2 separate regions of the Sus scrofa genome follow, and region 1 is linked to region 2. The links are chromatin contacts, called in public Hi-C maps. All regions are on one chromosome and are shown on one strand. The core of a region is the stretch at or near the end of the contact, and the rest is flanking DNA. Distances in the headings are between cores, read along the strand shown. Region 1 has its middle 34 kb from the start of SUPT7L. Region 2 overlaps RBKS (ribokinase).

Region 1 (2,779 bases), core at 116-2,615, 91 kb before region 2:
GTCACACATCTGAATTACCCTAAAGTACATCACTGGGCAGAATCCTTTGCTTTGAAATCTCAGAATGTTCTCCATTATCCAAAGCATTAAGTCCAAATTCATTTGCGGCTTTAAAGTCCCTTATCATAGGGTGCCTGTTTTGTTTTGTTTCTTTCTCTCTCTTATGTTAAGGCCGCACCTGCAGCATATGGAGGTTCCCAGGCTAGGGGTCTAATTGGAGCTACAGCTGCCGGCCTACACCACAGCCACAGCAATGCCAGATCCTTAGCCCACTGAGCGAGGCCAGGGATTGAACCCACATCCTCATAGATACTAGTTCGGTTCGTTTCTGCTGAGCCACAGCAGGAACTCCAGGGCTCCTATACTTTCTCATCATCGTAACTCACTCCCATATGCCCTTGTCTTTTCCTTTCTGCACCTGACCAAGTACACCCAATACTCTAGTAATAATAGACTCTTTGACCCAAACACAACTTTTGCTTTTAATTCTTCCAATATTTGCCATCAAGACTTGCTGTACATGGCCTTGAACTTTGGTTTCCTGGGCTCTTAAATAGGGAAAATACCTCAGTATCGCTGTCGAGATTAAATAACTGAGCCATCTCTCAAATTTTAGCCACGCTGGACACAGTTGGCTCCCCCAAATGTAGTTATTATCAGCATCATTGTGATCTTGCTAACGTCTGCTAGGTAAGGTCCTGCTCATTTCTTTAAATGAGTCTCACTGTCTTGAGTCTCATTGTCTTCAGGAAGCTCTTGTTCCCCTGCTTGTTAGTAGGCTCTCTTTCCCCACTAGCCCTACAGCACTTTGATTTCTGGCCCTTGCTCGGATGGTCCCATATCCGTTAATTGTATGTATGCAGTGTGCTTGGGTCATTTATGTTTGCGAGCCTTATGAGCTGGGGACAGGAACCATCTCACTTTGTACGCTACCTGTTCCTCATTGCACCTCCCAGTTCACAAAATAGGTGCTCTGTTAACTGTTGCTTTACAGGGGTGAGGGTTGGAGGGCAAGTTCTAGTCCTGGACCTTTCTACCCTTGGGTTTTGGGGGCGGAGAAGGGACCTTTGAGCTGCTTTCATTTCCAGAATTTGTTCCAGACAAGCTGGACAGTCTAGGCGATAACCGTCTTAACAGGGTTAGTGCAGGCAGAGGCTTGGATTCCTATCCTACTTGGGGCAAAATCAAGCGAAACTACCCCTTCCCGTCAAGAAGCTCTGGATTCCAGCAGATGGTTTTAATTTGGGCTTTAAGTCCTCTGCTGGCTCTGGAAAATCTTGATCGTGAGGCTTGGCTCTGGTTTCCTCTGGCTGTCACGCACACCGCTTCAAAAGTCAGTGCAACTGTGGCAAGAAGTGACCACAAGAGGGCAGTAAAGACCCATCACTATGCAGCAATTTGCAGGTGGGGCTCAAAGCCAGTAGACGAGCGTTTCAAAGCAAAGCAAGAGTAACAATCAGATCCTGAACTCTCTCAAAATCAGGATTCTGAAAGGGTTTGGGGCAGCAAGCTGGGTCAGGTCACCAGTGTCTTCTCAGCCTGTTTCTGGTGCTTAGTTCCACCTGGAGAAAGTCTTTCTCTAGTTATAATGCAAATATTTTATGGAGGAGTTTAGGCATTGCCTATCTATTACTTACACACTGTCTTACAGAGAATTTTTCACACTTGTCTCCCCCCCCCGCGCTGTCTTTATTGAGGAACAATTGACAAAAATTGTATCTAATTTGATTGATATTTTGATATATCACTCATTTCCAAACTCTGAATTTTTATTTATCAGACTTAAAAGGTAAAAAGAGGAGACACTATCACCTCTGTTTAAGGAAACTGAGGCTCAGAAACCGGAAGAGACTTGCTCAAAGGCATGCCAAGTTCATGGTGGAACCACGATTCCAGATCCTCTGCTTATTCCTTCTAGTTTTCAGTAGTTTATGTTTGTAAGCTTTGCGAGTTTCTGGAGCAAAGACTACATCTGGTTCCTCTTTTTGTCTTGGAATGGTGCTCCCTTAATCTTGAGGGCTCTGAGTGGGTGTGCTGTATAAGGTTCTGCCCTTTAGGAGTTGGATTCCATGATCTCTCTCTTATCCCTCCTGATTCAGTAATTCTGTGATTTGGAGGCACAGCCCTAACAATGACAGTGGCAGCCCTGAGTGATCCTACTGGCAGAGCATTTCAACAAGGGCAGCCACTTGGCTACCAGCCTATAAAGATCTATCGTTAGCAATGCCGCGAGGGCGGGGGACATTTGGGCAGTTTCTCAAATTGCGCAGCCTTATGGGAATTGCCTTTAGGGGAGGAGAATGAAAAAATATCTAATTTTAGCAGTTACGTATAGGAATATATACTTACGTACACACATGTATATGTATGGTGTAGAATGTGGTGAAAAAAATTTTTTTTTTTTTTTTTTTGCCACACTTTTGGCATGTGGAAGTTCCGCTTCAGAGCCAGGGATCAAACCTGCGCCACAGCTATACCAGAGCCGCAGCAGTGACAATGCCAGATCCTTAACCCACTGAGCACCAGGGAGCTCCTTTCTTTTTTCTTTTTCTTTTTTTTTTTTTCCCCCCTGAGGTCAATTTTTAAAGTGAGTTTATTTGAAGAAGAACATGAAGCCAATAATGCACGGTGGCCTGCAACACGGTACCAAGTGTAAAGGAGGTGTACCAATGAGTGAAGTTGAAGGAACTGTGGTGAGGTGGGAAGGTGTTGTAACTAGAGTCACAAAACTAATCTGAAGTCTGGCTCTGTCACCCAAGCCATGTAACCCTGATTAAGT
Region 2 (3,236 bases), core at 612-3,111:
TAAAGTCCTTGCATTCCTCCCCGATGTGTTAACGCATTCCATCTGACAAGCAGATACCACTTTCCTTTCTTTTCAAAACCTCTCCCTACCCAAAGCAAGGCAGAGCCCAGCGGACCTGAATTCCTCAGCCAGGCTCAAGGTTTGCATCCAGGGAAAAGGCAAATGGGACGACACGGGACTAAATCCCCAGTCAACGGATCATTTCTTCACACACACACACATACACACACACGATTATTGCAAGGGGCTCAGGGAAGGGACAAGAGAACAGTGCAGATCCACCAGGGTCCCTGCTACCTCCCCCCCCCGGCCCCCGCCGCTGTGCAGGCAGGGCCGCTGAGGTGGCGCTCAGGCGCTGAGCTGCTGAGGTGGCTTACCCTCAAGCGAGCCTGGTGCACGTCCTGCTTTGCTCTTGCTTCCAAGTTCCAAGAAAGGGCTTCTACCTTGTTCCTGTGCAGGAGATTGCGGCACGACCATCTGGTTGGCCCTGGGGGGTAGAAGTCATTCTTTGTCCTTAAAGGGTGACTCATGGATCGGCAGGAGACACGGGGTCATGAAGCCAGGGGAAGGGGCATGGAGGGAACACACAGCTGGTATTCAGTTCTGCCTTCTCCCCTTTTGTTCGCCGTGTCACCTGTCAGGATGGTCAGCCGTCCATGAAGCCCCTCCGTACACAGCTGGGGAAAATGTTTTTCTCGCGTGGGTAGATGTGTTCTCCTCTGGGACAAGGCAGTAGATGGTGTGGACTCAGACGGACCTGACTTTAAGCCCCGATTGCACCATCTCGGCAAGTGACTCAACCTCTCTGGTGACTATTTACCTGTGACGTGGGAATCGACCCCATAGGGCTGCTCTGAGTACGGAATTGGGTAATGTACGTGAAAAGGCCCAGCACACGCCTGCAGCAGAGCAGGTGGCGGCAAAGATGGGGACGACTGAATGGTTTATTCTCAGAGACCCCTTAACCGCCTGCCCCATGGTCACCATCCCGCGGATCCTCGGGCCAGGGGTTTGTGCTGTGCTGTGCTGGCTTTGTGTTCCCAGCTCAGAGGAGCAGAGGGACGCTCTCACAGTCAGGAAGGCAGGAGGGGCAGAAGCGTGTCCTGGAGCTCTTGATTACAGGGAGGCCAGGCTCCAGAGCATCCCAGCACTCTGACCATCTGTCGGTGCTGGCTGGGGTCTCTGAAATGCATTTCTCTGTGTGGGCAGGGGAGATACTTTATGAGACCTTGAGAGGGTCTGTGAGCAGGAGAGTAAAGAAATGTAAAGGGAAGAGTACCAAGGTCATTGCAAGACCAGGGAACCCGGTAAATCTCCTGCTTTCATTTGGGTGGAGGGACAGAGGGAGAGGTTTCTGGAGACGTCTGAGCTGGGAAGGGCCGGCCGACAGCCCGGGCAGGAGGTGACCTGCTGGCAGGGAAGGCTGTGTGCCTCCCTTTGCGCTGCTGTTTTCCATCACAGCACCGGCCACCGGACAGAGGGCTCCTTCATTCTTGGGTATGGGGGAGGATGCAGATCTGTCCAATTAAAGTTTCATCGGAGGGCAATTAGGAAAAAAAAAAAATCTCTTAAAAGGCTCCTTAGGACGGGTGGGTGGTGAGTAATGAAAAAACGGTGTTTGAGCAACACCAAAATTGGGCCTCTTGCCACAGGGAACTGCCAGTGGCCCCATCGGGGTCTTCGGTGCATTAAGAAGCCCTAAGCAGCGACCTCCAAAGTGCCAGGCTCACTAGGCAGGTGTTGGTAGCTCCCTGCTCTCTTTCCACTGAGCCAGAAATTCCTACATCTCCCAGCCAGTTCCCTTCCTGTTTACCTCAATCTCCGTCGCCTTGGCCACCAGTGAGCAGCGGGCAACCCCCAAACCCTGGAGCGAGGATCTGAACAAGGAGATTAGAGCTGGCCCGGCCCGGCCTGTCTGCCCACGGCAGGAAAGGGCAAAGGTTCTTTCCTGGGCAGACAAAACGGAGCAGTCTGTCTGATAAACACTGCAGGAGATAGATGCTGCTTACACAAGAGCCCTGTTTTCACAGCTCGAATCTGAGGATTTCTATCTTCTCTTATCAGCGAGTATTCACATCATAAGAATGAGATCATACCCTTTCTAACCTCAACCTTCCAACTTCCGTGACCAGATCAGTTTAGGAGCATCTTGGTGGACAGTGGGAATCCAGTTTTCTTATCATTATTGTGTAAGTGCTGCTGCTTGTTATTCTAAATAAATCAGGAGGGAACATGGACTAATCATTATGTCATAAATGTCCATGACTTTGCCTTCAACTATTAGCCGTCTTAATTTACTACAATTAAATTTCAATGATTCGAGGGAGATAGTCTACTTTTTAAATACCCTGATTAAAAGAAAGCAAATAGTTTCTGCCTTAAAATATTTCAAATGATCATTGTTTCATATTGATCAAGTGTGAGACCACATGTAGCAGAATTTTGATGCGATTTTTTAGTAGAACACAATTTATCAACAATCTGACTTAAAAAAAAAAGCTTGATTGAGATAGAATTCACATACCAAATAACCTGCTCATTTAAAGTATACAATTCAATGTGCTTTAATATATTCAAAGGGCTGAGCAACCACCACCTCAGTCTCATTTTAGGAAATTTCATCCCCCACAAAAGAAACCTTGGACCCATTAACTGAGTCACTCCTCATTCTTTCCTACTCCCCCCAGGCATAGGAACCACTAATACACTTTCTGTCCTTATAGATTTATTAAATAGGCACAAATTTTGAGCAAAATCATTTCTTATTCTGCTTGTTTGTCTTTTTTTGGGGGGGTGCACCCATGGCCTAGGGAGGTTCCCAGGCTAGGGGTGGAATCGGAGCTGTAGCCTCCGGCCTACACCACAGCCACAGCAATCCCAGATCCCAGCCACATCTGCAAACTACACCACAGCTCATGGCAAGGCTGGATCCTTAACCCACTGAGCGAGGCCAGGGTTTGAACCTGTGACCTCATGGATGCCAGTCAGATTCATTTCCGCTGAGCCACGACAGGAACTCCTTCTATTCTAATTTCATAATTAACCAACAGCTTATTTTCCCATAATTAACCAATAATTTAGTCACAATTTACCCATGAGATTCATATCGAATCTCTGGGTTTTAGCTGCCGTTTTGTGTGAGAAGTGACGTTGATGTCGGCCCAGTGGGAACCGTTCTGTGGTACTAACACTGCATTCCCAATAAGCACCAAGGCAACAGATTTAGCTTCCTTCCT

Evidence for each region. A called contact is a pair of places that touch in the nucleus more often than the background predicts.
Region 1: a Hi-C map of liver shows a contact between it and region 2, with 6 times the contacts expected there. A contact is called at or near these places in 1 of 5 promoter capture datasets (liver), 19 of 47 Hi-C or Micro-C datasets (blood, embryonic fibroblasts, fetal heart ventricle and 10 more) and 2 of 2 datasets of targeted methods (alveolar macrophages and skeletal muscle).

Annotation. Positions count from the first base shown.
Region 1 is chr3:111,496,312-111,499,090 of Sscrofa11.1, reverse strand. No RefSeq gene overlaps it. Among named protein-coding and RNA genes, the nearest start is that of SUPT7L, 34 kb to the left of the region's middle.
Region 2 is chr3:111,405,671-111,408,906 of Sscrofa11.1, reverse strand. The region is part of intron 7 of RBKS (ribokinase); the gene reads right to left. Among named protein-coding and RNA genes, the nearest start is that of TRNAE-UUC, 6.8 kb to the left of the region's middle.